2 separate regions of the Mus musculus genome follow, and region 1 is linked to region 2. Evidence: chromatin contacts called from public HiChIP or PLAC-seq data. All regions are on one chromosome and are shown on one strand. Each heading gives the region's core, a stretch centred on a gene start, on an enhancer-like site or on the middle of the called end of the contact. The rest is flanking DNA. Distances are from core to core; before and after follow the strand shown. Region 1 has its middle 29 kb from the start of 4930556N13Rik. Region 2 overlaps Msi2 (musashi RNA-binding protein 2).

Evidence for each region. HiChIP or PLAC-seq counts read pairs in DNA pulled down with a chosen protein or histone mark.
Region 1: an H3K27ac HiChIP or PLAC-seq map of stem cell-derived neural progenitor cells shows a contact between it and region 2, with 5 times the contacts expected there. The contact joins two enhancer-like sites. A contact is called at or near these places in 2 of 15 datasets of contacts at CTCF or cohesin (large pre-B cells and pro-B cells), 10 of 484 Hi-C or Micro-C datasets (the HL-1 cell line, LSK cells, the N1E-115 cell line and 5 more) and 10 of 115 datasets of contacts at active chromatin or transcription factors (differentiating embryonic stem cells, embryonic basal ganglia, embryonic brain and 7 more).

Annotation. Positions count from the first base shown.
Region 1 is chr11:88,818,783-88,825,467 of GRCm38.p6, reverse strand. No RefSeq gene overlaps it. Among named protein-coding and RNA genes, the nearest start is that of 4930556N13Rik, 29 kb to the left of the region's middle. Within about 2 kb of position 2,722, at least 52 of the 459 cell types and tissues checked have an H3K27ac peak or open chromatin away from gene starts, as enhancers often do. A contact at or near this core is called in stem cell-derived neural progenitor cells, where this site is marked.
Region 2 is chr11:88,480,251-88,486,117 of GRCm38.p6, reverse strand. The region is part of intron 6 of Msi2 (musashi RNA-binding protein 2); the gene reads left to right. Among named protein-coding and RNA genes, the nearest start is that of Mir378b, 130 kb to the right of the region's middle. Within about 2 kb of position 4,252, at least 77 of the 459 cell types and tissues checked have an H3K27ac peak or open chromatin away from gene starts, as enhancers often do. A contact at or near this core is called in stem cell-derived neural progenitor cells, where this site is marked.

The DNA.
Region 1 (6,685 bases), core at 1,473-3,972, 340 kb before region 2:
CTACGCTGGGCAGCTAACAACTGCCTGTAACCCCAAACTACAGAAGGGTTGATGCTTCTGGCCCCTGTGGCTACTCACATGCACATATACATACAGACACACAGAATAAAAAATCCGTATTTTAAAAGATTAGTATTTGGGGGTGTGCATGTGCTACATACATAGCTCAGTAAAGTTACTGCTTGTACAAGTGTGAGAATCTCGACCTCAGAATCCACATAAAAAAATCAGTGGTTAAGATCATGTGCTCTTGGAGAGGCCCTGGGTTCAGTTCCCAGTGCTCACATCGGGTGGCTCTTAGCCACCTGGAAGTCAGTTCCAGGGGATCTGACGTCTCTGGCCCCGGAGGACACAGCACTCATATGCACTATTACCTTTAGGATATTACCTCCCCATTGTTACCTTTAGATCATAATAAGTGCAAGGGAGTCTGGAGAGTAGAATGTGATGCCTTCTCAAATATGCACATATCCCAGATGACCTTCAAAAGGTGAGCATAGGATGGATCTTGGGTCCCAGAGTTCCCCTGTGCCCTGTTCAGTCTAGTTTAGTTTCCAATATCAGATCTCATGTAGCCTATGCTGCTGGCTTTGAGTTCCCCATGTCAGTGGTGATCTTGGACTTCTGATCTTTCCATCTTCACAAGTGCTCAGAGCACAGCCATTTACCACCATGCCCAGCTACACAGGGCCACGGGCCAAATTTAGGTCTTCTTCCATGGTAGGCAAGTTCTCTACTAACCAAACCACATTCCTGGCTCCTCCTTTGCCACAAAAGTGATCATTTATGTAGATGGGTATTTTATTTTGCCTGCGAGCATAATCTGTGTATCTCGTGCCTGCCTGGTGCTTGAAGAAGTCAGAAGAGGGAGTCAGGACCCCTGGAACTGGGTTCCAGATGCTTGGCAGCTGCCATGTACGTTCTGGGAACTCAAACCTGGACCCCTTGGGAGAACGGCCAGTGATGCTTTGAACCACTGTGGCACCTCTGCAGCCCCGCCCCTTTGATGTTTAACGGGAGGCTAATGAGCATGCATTGTCACGAGTCTGAGTATGGCTCAGATTGTTTCTGTTGGATAGTGCTAGGTAGGGAACAGGGTTCTGAGGTCACCGCCCTGCAGGCTGTCTCACAGTAGAGGCTCAAGCGTTTGCTACAATTTATTTATAATGCTTGCAAGTGGCTGGGCCCAGGCCCACTGAACCAGAGATTCTTAAGAATGGGACTTTGAAACCTACATTTTTTTTTCAATCCTGGGGTGGGGCAAATACAGGCCTTCACGCGTGTTCTATCGCTAGGCTACATCGCCAGCCCTTTTTACATTTTTATTTTGAGACAGTTTTCCAAGCTGGCCTTAAACTCAAGCCATAGTCCAGGTAGCTGAGGCAGGCCTTGAACTTGTGACCCTGTCTTTTCCTTTTTCTCTGAGTTTTAAAATAGAAGAATAACCGTAAACAGCTTTCTTCTTCCCTTCCTTCTCTTCCTTCTCCATCATCCCTCTTTTTTTTTTTTTTTTTTTTTTTTTTTTTTTGAGACAAGGTTTTTCTGTGTATCCTGGAACTTGCTCTGTAGACCAGGCTAGCCTCAAACTCACAGAGGTCCACCTGCCTCTGCTCCCCTGGTGCTGGAATTAAAGTTGTCCGTCAGCACCCCCTGGTTGACTTTGAGCTTTCAACCTTCCCATTTCGATCTCCCAACTGCCAGGCTGGGATTACAGGTGTGACCACTATATCCAGTTCAGGTCATGCTGGAGAGAGAACCTAGGGTTCCGAGTGTGCTCTGATAAGTTCTCCCCAACAGCCACGTCCTCAGGGTTGTCCAGTTACTTCTAAAGTGGTGTGCTTCCCCCTGGGTTGAGACAACATGGAATCCTTGGGTCCTGGTTTGGGGTTAGAGCTAATTATTGTGTGATCTGGGTGATGGCCTGCTGTCTGCCATGTGTGCAGTGTTGTGCCTTAGGTCAGATGTATCTGGGGGACAGTTATCAAAATCAGGGTGTGCAGTTTCGTTTCAAAACACCCAGTTTCCTGTTTCATTTCATCCATATTCGGCAGGGCATAGTTTGTAATGGTCTTATTCAGAGGGTGGAAAGAGAGCATTTAAACAGTAAAAGGCCCACCTTAAGAAGTAGAGTCGTAAAAGAGAATGGTTTTTGAAGTGTTTAAAGGAGTGGAATGAAGTCTTGTGCACTCCACAGGGCAGACTGCTGCTATTGTGGTCTATGTCCACTAGATGGCACCACAGCACAAGCTACTACGGGTATCCCCTCCCTTTGCCTCATCCCAGAAAACAGGTTCTCCAAGCACTTGTCTCAGTATTAAACTTAACAGGAATGCAAATCCCCAGCTCATACCCGAGACTTACTGACCGAGAACCGTGTAGCACTTTGTCCACGTAGTTTAGATGCAGACTTAAGTTTGAGAGCCACTGTCCTAGAATCAACCTTGGGGTAGCTTGGGAAGATACCTGTAGTACGCCAAAAGCGCTTGCTGGGGAGGGAATGAGGAGGTGCGTGGGGGGCGGGGCGGGGTGAGGAGGGGAGGGAGGGTGGAAGACAGTCAATGGTGCAGGTATATTTAGTGCCAAGGAGCTGCTCCAAAATCAGAGAGCTGATATGGACTAGGGGGCAAGACTGGATTTCTCCCAAGTCGGGGAAGTAGAGGAGAGAAAAGAGGGCTCTTCAAAGAGATCCCCTCCCTTAGGGCGCCAGATCATGGGCTAGGAGCTGAATCATAGGCTGAGTTCTCTGCCGGGAGCCCCAGGGCAGCTGTGTCCTCATTGTGGCTGTTCATCTCAGCCTGTTCTGAAATTTCACCAACCTACTACTGTGTTAATGGATTGAAATCTTGCAACCCTCCCAAGACGACCCAGGAAAATGGATGCTAAGAATCAAAAAGAAGCTTGAGACGGGGTGGGAAAATCACTAGTGAATTAAAACCTTATTTTTGTCTTTTCGATCCTATCTGTACCCTCAGGGAAGGCCAGTGCAGAATGAATTCATCTCTCTCTCTCTTTTTTTTTTTTTACACAAAAATTCCTTTTGCAGGTCGCAGCTGAGGCTTCACAGGGGCGACATACCATGCAAATATGTATTTTTTTTTCAGTTATGATGTATACAGTTTTTAGTTTGATTTATTTTTGGTGTCAGAAACAAAATGGAAGTTAGCTCTTTAAAAATGAGTGTGGCTGGCTGAATAAATAAATAATATGCTCTTGGCCAGTACCTGCCAGTACCTCCTTAATTGCCCATTGATTCTTTAATTCTCTGCCTTTCACCATCTACGAAATTAAGAGGCCACAGAGCATGGAGATGTCTTTTGCCAAACAACTAAAAGAATCAGAGGTTTTCGAAGGTCTGGTTCTTCCTGGGGGGCTTTTACCTAGCATTGAGGGGCACAAGTTACCCAAGGATGGAAGCCTGGTGTCCTGCTTGGACCCTTCCCAGGCTTCTGTACCGTCACTTGGCTTTCCAGCCACAAACATGTACTGTGTCCACTCTGGCGGGCCACCAGTGGCAGCAGGGACCCGGTTGTCCCTCCTCGTGGTCTCTGGAGGTTGGGTGGTCTGTCATGGTCTCTCTCCAGCAAACGCTGCCGTTCAGAGTGTTCACACTCCTCCGATAGCCCCAACCACGGGTCCTGGGAGCTGGCTGCCTCCTTTCTGCCAGGGGAGATGTTCCAGGAAGCTCTCCTTTATCCCATTTCTGGAACCACCAACCAATCTCCCCTCCCTCGGAAGTCTCCTGGCATCTATCTAGCCTCCTCTTCTCCCTTTCCTTCCCGTCAAGGCACAGAGGCCTGTGTTCTCATCGCAGGCTGTCTCCTAGGACCCTTCTCCAGGGTGCACTCTTCCTCAGGATGCTACCCTGCAACGCCTTCCTCCAGGGCATGGCTCTGAGCATTCACACCCCTCTGTAAGCTGCTACACCGGGTGGGGTAAGGACAGGTCGTGCCAGCTGCTTCTCTGTAGAAGTCTCTTAAATGGGTCTGCTTCCATGGTCTAGGGTGGGGCCCTCTCTGTTTCTCTGGGTTCATAGGACTCGTCATTTCTTCCACCCTGGAGACACAATGCCAGTTGCCTCTGCCTTTCTCCTATCCTGGAGTCTCCATGAATGCGTACTTGGTTACTGTTGGTGTCCCCATGAGAACGTCTACTCTGGGCTGGGAGCCCAGGCAAGGATACCCCGCCGGGAGCAGGGGGACCTTGCCTTTTGCCTCTGGACCCCTCAGCGGCCCCTCCTCTCTGTTCTCGTGCTCCTCTCTATCTGCATCTTCCTTGAATTAGAATTCTCACTCTTCCACTTATCAAGTCAGCATCGCGCGCCTGCCTGTCTCCGCCACTGTCAACATCCGCGCTCCCAAGTCTCCAGCAGCCTGAGCTCAGGGCCGCCCCTCTCTCTCTGGCAATTACGATTCCTTCCCTGGCTCACGTCGGAAGTCTTTGTTCTTCTCCCTGAACATTCAAGTTAATTTCTACTGACTGTTTATTCAGCCTTTGTACTGGCTGGCTTGCTACTTAGTCAGGAAACGAGGCCCTCCGAGGCAAAAGCACGGGGATGCGTGGGGACTCAGAGCAACAGTTTAGGACAGGAAGTAAGACACTTCAGAGGAGGAGGGCGCTAGACAGGAATTCCCAGGGCCATGGGACCAGGACTGGGATCATGATCTTAGGGAGGGGAGTGGGAAGGGAAGCAGAGGAGGGGAGAGGAGGGGAGGGGACAGGGAAGGAGATCAGGGGAAGGGTGGGGGTGAGGAAGGGAAGCAGGGGAGGGGACAAGAGAGTTAGCCTCAACTCAGGCCCTGCTTTTCATGGTGGTGGGGGCGGGGGGGGGGAGAAGTGTGCATGTAAATACACTTGCAGACAGGTGCACTCCACTTACTTAGAGACCTGCTGTGTGGGAGACCAAAGACAACGAAACCAAACAGCATTAGCAGTCCTGGCTTGCCTTCCATGTTAGCCTTTTGTTCTATCAAGCATTTGAGAGTTTAGGAGGGGGGCTTAGGCCTGCAAAACACCCCTGCGCTGGAGGGACAAAAGAAGGGATCCCGTAGGGAGGGGCAGCGAGGAGGGAGGAGAAAGGAAGGGGAGTAGAAGATGGGTGATGGGTAAGGAGAGACCACTGGACCGAGGAGAAGGTCCTGTGCAGGTGCTGGCTGGTGGGAGCAGCCTCAAGCCTAGTGGTTTTTAGTTAGTTTTTGTTGTTGTTGTTAAGAGACATTGTTGCTAAATTTCCCAGACTGTTCTCAAACAAAGAATCTCCTGCTTCAGTCTTCCTGAGTAGATGGTATTATAGGTGCTTTCAGTGAGCCTGGCGGCAATCTCTGTCTCTCTGTCTCTGTCCCTCTCTCTCTGAATAACCGATATTGATAGATATATGTGATAAAGACGAGATAGATAGATATAATATAAATATATAAATAGAGATGATATAGTTGTAATATAGCTATAGCTATAATAGATATAGATATAGTTATAATAGATATAGGCAGAGATGTAGATGTAGATACAGGTAGGTATGGTCCTACTATTTAGGCCTGGCTAGGCTAGAACTTGCTATGTAGATCAGAATGGTGAACTTGTCCTCCTGCTTCTGATTCCTGACTACTGGAGTGTGCCACCATGCCTGGCAGCAATCTCTTTAAAATCCAGTGGAAGGTGTTTGCAGCCTTGGCTGACCTTGAACTTTTAATCTTCCTGCCTCAACCTCTGGAGTACTGGGACTCCAGGTGTGTACCACCAAAGGCCCTGGGCTCTGATCCCAGCCCGGCAAAAGTGAACAGATGGATGGGTGTTGTCTTAGGGTGACCATTGCTGTGGTGACACGCCCTGGCCAGAAGCAACCTGGGGAGCAAAGGGCTTTTTGGCTCGTGCTTTCAGATGGCTGCTCATCACTGGAAGAGATCAGGACAGGAGCTCAAGCAGGCCAGGAACCTGGAGACAGGGGCTGATGTGGATGCCATGGAGGAGGGCTGCTTACTGGCTTGCTGCCCATGGCTTACTCAGCCTGCTTTCTTACAGACCCCAGGACCACCAGCCTGGGGATGGCACCGCCCACAATGGGCTGAACCCACCCTCCATCAATCATTAATTAAGGAAATGTCCTACAGGCTTGCCTATATCTCAGTCTTATGGAAGCATTTTCTCTTTCTCTCTCTACTCTCTCTCTCTCTCTCTCCAGGGTTTCTCTGTGTAGCCCTGGCTGTCCTGGAACTCACTCTGTAGACCAGGCTGGCCTTGAACTCAGAAATTTGCCTGCCTCTGCCTCCGAAGTGCTGGGATTAAAGGCGTGCACCACCTTGCCCGGCATGGAAGCATTTTCTTAAACGAAGTTCTTCCTCTCAGATGACTCGTAACTTTTGTCAAGTTGACATAAATCCATCTAGCACAGTAAATAAACTTTTTAACTTTATGTTTATTTAGACAATTATTTTACTTTTCTTTTATTTATGTATACTATGTTGACGAGCCTAGTCTTGAATTACTAGAAATCCACCTGTTTCTGCCTCCACAATGCTAGGATTAAAGGTTTTTGCTACCATACCCAGTGAATACATTTATTTTAAAAAGTATAATGAGGGGGCTGGTGAGATGGCTCAGCAGGCAAAAGCACCTGACTGCTCTTCCAAAGGTCCTGAGTTCAAATCCCAACAACCACATGGTGGCTCACAACCATCCCTAATGAGATCTG
Region 2 (5,867 bases), core at 3,003-5,502:
GCAAATTGCAGTTTGAATTTAATGGGATTTTCCAGGCTGCCCCCTCTGCTGCCACCTCACTCTTGTTAATGGTGAGCAAAGCCATCACCCCCTCTTTGTATACTGAGGGAGAAATTTAGCCTCAGAAGACAATTTAGTTACCTTAGGTTCATGTCAGGAGCCACTTTAGTCTAGATACAGTGGTTGGAGCAGAAGTGACCCATGCTTGACACAGCACAGATTCCAGCCCTTTGTCCTAGGTGGTCTCGCCACATCAAATAGCCTTAGTGTCTTGAATTTATAAAGCACAATGAGGCCACTAAGCCCTGTGCACTGTAGTATCGCCAGTTCAGCGTTTGCGGGCGTTGATTTAAACTAACTCTTGAAGCATCCATGTGGGAGCAGGAAGAGAAATCTAAGAGTGTTTGTTCTGGGGGAAGAGTGGAGGTTTCTTCCCTTCCCAGTTCCCCTCCTCACATCTGGATAGATGATTTAAGGACCATTTGAAGTGCGGTTTCCTGCTTTGTTCTCAATAGGTATGATGTGTGTGTGTGTGGGGGGGGGGTGCTGACTCCCAGGAGGTATAGGAAGTAGGAAGTGTCTTAGGGTGTGTGTTGGCCACAGCAAAGCTCTGGAACAGCCTCACAGAACAGTTTTCAAAGGGAAACAGTTTCCAGTGGGGAATTTGATGCTCCCAGATGTTGTTGTGTCTGCCCTGTTCCCCCTCTCTCCCAGCATGCTCTGCAGTCTCTTCTCCGAATCCTCTACAGAATCCTCACCCTTGGAGCTTAGAGGCCACCTCATACAATTCCCCCCCTTCCTCAGATGTTACCAGGGAACAGACAGGGAGGTGCCTTGAACTCCATGAGACACTGTGAAGCTAGCTAACATGAGAATCTGGACCGGGACTCTATGTAGCACTTCCTGTCTTAATCACCCGCTGCTCCTGGCTTCAGCCCTCCCCTGGGAGCAAGTTTTCTTTATTCACCTCCTATCAACCGCTTTGTACCCAGGAAAGCAATTCTGTGAAGTCCTGGGCAGAGCAGCAGTCCAGGGGACTGAGCTCAGCTAACTGGACAAAGAAAACTTGTGACTTCCCCTTGTGTGGGCATCTCTGCACTGTGACTTTAAAGGTTGCTTCTTCAGCCAACATGAGCTGGGACAAGCAGAGTCTAAGCTTTGGGTAGAGCCAACGCTGTTCAGAATCACCCAGAAAAACTGTCTGGCATGTATTAACCCTTTGAGGAGTTTGAAAGAGGGTTCTCTCATTAGTTAAAGAAGTCAGGATTAGCGTGGCTTCCCCCACTGACTTTGGTTGGTGATTATTGTTGTTGAGTCTTCACAGCGTTCATTTGAAGAGAAACAGGTTTTCATCTTTCCTTGGCCTTTCTAGGACCTAGGTCCTCAACCTGGGTCCTGGGATAAAACCTAGGTGCCAGGGTCTTACCTGTGTCTGCCTGGAAGTTCCATTTGCAATGTGGTACTTGGCTGGTGGTTTCATACTGGACCCTCATCAACTATTTCCCCTTCTGCCTTTTTTCTTGCCTTTTCTCTACGGTGTTATTTAAAATGTCATCTTCTGAATGCAAGGTGTTCTTTTGGAGTTGTGCATTGACTCGGGTTGCATATGCATTATCTCCTGCTGCAGGGATACTGTGTAACCAACTGCAGAACCTCAGTTGCAGGCAGTAGCTGCTGGCTAGGTGCACTGGGAACAGTTTAATGATCTTCCTGCTCTCAGCTGGGCCTCGGCTGTGGAAAATGGGGACAGGTGTCCTGCGCCATGTGTCCTGCACCATCATCCTTCAGCAGGCTAGCCCCAGCATGCCCCTTTCATGGTGATGACCAAAGTCCACAAGAGAGCAAGTGGAAGCTCGCCAAGTTGCTTTGGGCCAGAACCCAACCAGATCAATTTATTGCCCAGGCCCAATTCAAAGGGATGAGGAAACAGACTTTCTTTGGGTAGAGAAACTACAAAATTATTGGGTGTTGGGTCATTAGTGTGACAACAGAGCCATGGGACCTGCCCTTGTTTGTACTTAGGCCAATGCTTTGCAAGTAGGAAGTGCCTGATATATGCAGGATATGTAGAAGAAGCAAATGAAGTTTCCACTGGCTAGATTTTTAAGTCAAGTTTGGGTTGACCCAATACAAGGGAAGTGAGCATCATGCAGGCAGACGCTAGAATTGTTCTGTGTCAAAGCAGGGATGGCTTGATTGGCATTCCCTTGTCATCTTTTCACTCCTGGTTCCACTCTCAACTCTTCAGGATGTTAGAGGATCGGTGGTCAGGAGAAGACCCAAGTAGAGGAGGGATTGCTGCTGCAGTCTGCAGTCCCCTCGGGGGACATCATGTGTGCTGGGTATGAATATTCTAACCTCTGGCCAGGAGCTTTAATCTCTTCATTCTGGTCTCTCACTGTTTATGGTGGGGAAGGAAAAGAGACCACAGGCCAGGAGTACGTACCTCTAGGAGCTGAGAGTTAACTAGACACACAAATCCTAGGGGCCTGAAAGATCTGTGGGCCAACTGGCTCTGGGCAGATCTGCTATGTGTAATGGGCCCAGAGCCCATCAGTTTGCTCTCCTTCCATTGGTATGTTGAGAGAGATTTACTAGAACCTTCCATAGGCAGAAACACACAAGCTAGACCTTCCAGGCTCAAAGGCAGAGAGTAGCCCCTTCCCAGCTATTTGACCTAAAAGTTCCATGACTTTGCTTTTCACAAGCTGTGGACCATTATTTGGGTCATTACTAGAGACTTCTTATGGTTGGAATAAGCTTTTCTCTAAAATAGACCAGGCTCATTCCAAGGCATGGGACAAAGCCACCTAAGATTGAGACACCTACTCGTCTCCCTTCTCTCCCTCAGGGGATTCAAAAGACTAGTTAGGCCTCCAGTGCCACCTCTGGCACAAGGAAATCTGTACAGTAGCATGCAGACATTGCCCACACAAAGTGTTGATTCTAAGGTCCAGGACCAGGTTCCTTGAGGAGTATTTTCTAGTGTTAATGATGCTCTCTTTTCCAAGTCAGGAAAACAACAGCTTACAGCTCCCCAACCCCAGCATGCGTCCCTCCTCAGCCCTTCCTGAAGGCTTGTGATGCACAGCCAACTCCTTCGTGCTAGGTTCAGGTGTGACCCCATGTACAGGGCCTCCTGTGAGACAGGGAGGCAGAGATTGCTGCCAGTTAACTGGCTCCCGCACTGACACCAGTCACCTCAGCTGTGCCCCTCATTTCTCCAGACTCCATGAAGGAGACTCCTGCACAAGCCGCTTCTGTTTGATTCTCCGAGAACCGTGAGAAACAGGCCCGTATGTGAGGCGGCGGTTTTCATTCTATTCAGTCTTTGTGTATTCAAATTCTCCTGGTTTCAGCTCTTGCTGGCCTGCCAGATTTCCATTGCATTGATGGCGTCTCTGAATTAATAAGTGTTTGCAACCACTGAAAAGTGCCCCCACGCCTCAGCACTGGATCTTACCCGTATTGATTCCTTCCCATCTCGTGCTTTTGCTTTCTCTCTTAGATGTTATATTTTGTAAAATGTTAATAGAATTTCTCTTGCACCCTGACACTTTTATCTATTCAGGAGGTCTTCGAAAGTCCCATTGTACAGCTGGGCTGCAGGGGAAAGAGCCCTATTCTCTACAACAATGCTTGTCCCCAAAACACACACATACACAGATCCTTCCCCCAATGCTCACCAGGGTGGAGGGAATGCGGAGGCTTCAGAAGAAAACAGACAAACTTAGCCAGGAGAAGCAGGGAGCCAATTACGCACCGCTGAAAGACATGGCTTTTTTGGGGGGGAGATTTTTTTTTAATTCAAAATATTTATTTCCTACGGGCATCTGAATTTCAGTACCAAAACATGGCCAACACAGGAGGGAGGCTGTTTTCTTCGCTGTTAGACATTTTCAGTTAAAAATCAAGATTTGGCAGACATCTCCGACAGTGTGGAGATGGGTGCAAAGAAGCAGATGTCGCATTTACCTGCACCCGCAGCAGGTCTTACCCCCAACCTACACCCGCGCCCCAGGCATCTGAATTCTTCTGGCATCCCAAGGTCTCAGTCTGAGATGCCATATGCCAGAGTGTGACTGCTCTGTGTACAAACACACCGGTTGATCTTCTGGTGATTTGCTTGGGTGGTGTATGGGAGGCGTATGGCCTCAGCAGGTGTCTGGGGGGACTCTTGAAGCCCGCCAAAGCATGGGAACAGGAAGAGCCCAGAGAAGGAGGCCCTGTTCAAGTGATCTCAAACTAGCTTTGCCTCTCCTGCCAGCTGGTGCCTGGGAGAAAAGGGGGGGGGGTACAGCTCCCTACATATAAGGATACCCTCTTCACAGCAAATGACTGCAGGAGTGGGGGGGCACCAGAAGGGGGAGGCCCCAGGAGCCTGTTTGTTCAGCCTGGGTTGCTTAGCAACAAAGGGGGCCCTGCCTCCAGAAGGGATTTTTAAGTGAGACAGATCTCTTCCAGTCTGGCTTGCCTGCCTTTTCCCTGTTCTTGCCTGGACTTTGCTCTCTCCTCTGTCGTCTGTGATAGGATCTAGAAAAATAAGTTCAGTTTGCCCAGAGGCTCCATTTTAATCCTCACTTCACTGTTTCACGCAGAAGGAGTGAGGGACGGGTGGCCTGTGATTCTCCCTCGGGTGGCTTAGCTGGCCCTCAGGAGCCTTTGAGCATAACAGAGTGCTAAGATCTTCCCAGCCACATACACACCCAGCCTGCTCCAAGCACAGAGTGCTCTGGCTCACAGTCTGTATTGGTTTGCATTTCGGCCACCATTGTTGAGTCCAGAATCCATGAAGCAAACACCCGATTCACCCTGGCATAGCAAGCCTTCTTGAGGGTAAAGGCGGGTCTTGTGACCTAAAGGATTAGATCTACAAATGAAAGGAGTGGATTGTGGAGCCGTCTCTTGTTTCTTGAGATCTGTGTGGAATCCTACAGTTAGAAATGGCCAAGAGTTGCAGGGTATGTGAGAAGAAAGACAGATGCCCGCCTGGGTACTTCTGTTCTTGATTGCCTTGAAAGAGCCCTAGCATTGGTATACCAGGGTGTTAGGACAGCCACCACCAAGCACCAGAGACTGGAGAGTTTCAACAAACAAATTACAGTTTTCTCGTGTCTGTTTATCCTGGAAGCCAGAAGCCCAAGATTGTGTGGTGGTAGGGTTGGTGCCTACTGAGGTCTTGTTAGCCTCATTGGCCTTGTTGGTTCCTCAGCCCCTGTCTGTGTCTTTGTCCTCATTTGAGGACACAGTCCATATGATGGGATTAAGGTCCACCCTAATGAACTCATCTTAATGTTGTTGGCTTTAAAGATCCAGTTGGGATGGAGAGATGGCTCAGTGGTTAAGAGCACTAACTGCTTTCGCAGAGGATCCAAGTTGGGTTTTCCCAGCAACCACATCAGACAACGCAAAACTCCAGTTTCCCAGGATCCAGCACCTTTTGGTGTCCACAGGCACCCACCGACTTATTGCAAATAAACACGGACACACGTGTGTGCACCTAAAATTTTTAAATATTTTAAAAAATAAAAATAAAGAGTAGTCACCCAGTCATGGAACTCGGAACTAGGACTTTAACCGACAAGTTTTAGAGAGCAGAGTCCAGCCCATCAGAGTGAGGGTTCTGAAGCCTGCTGTCTACAACCTAATGAACTGAATGTACATTAGAAGGGACCTTCGCTGTGGCCTCTTGCACTGTGGAACACTGTCAAGCTGTCACATTGTATTGACCTGGGTGAAGTATTTGCTATATTGTAATGTCATTTATACAGCAAATGATACAATATAATCTCTCCCTCCCTTCTTCTGGGTCCCACTCTCTCCTTCCTCTCCTCTTCCCCCCCCCCAAAGGAAACTACACATCTGTT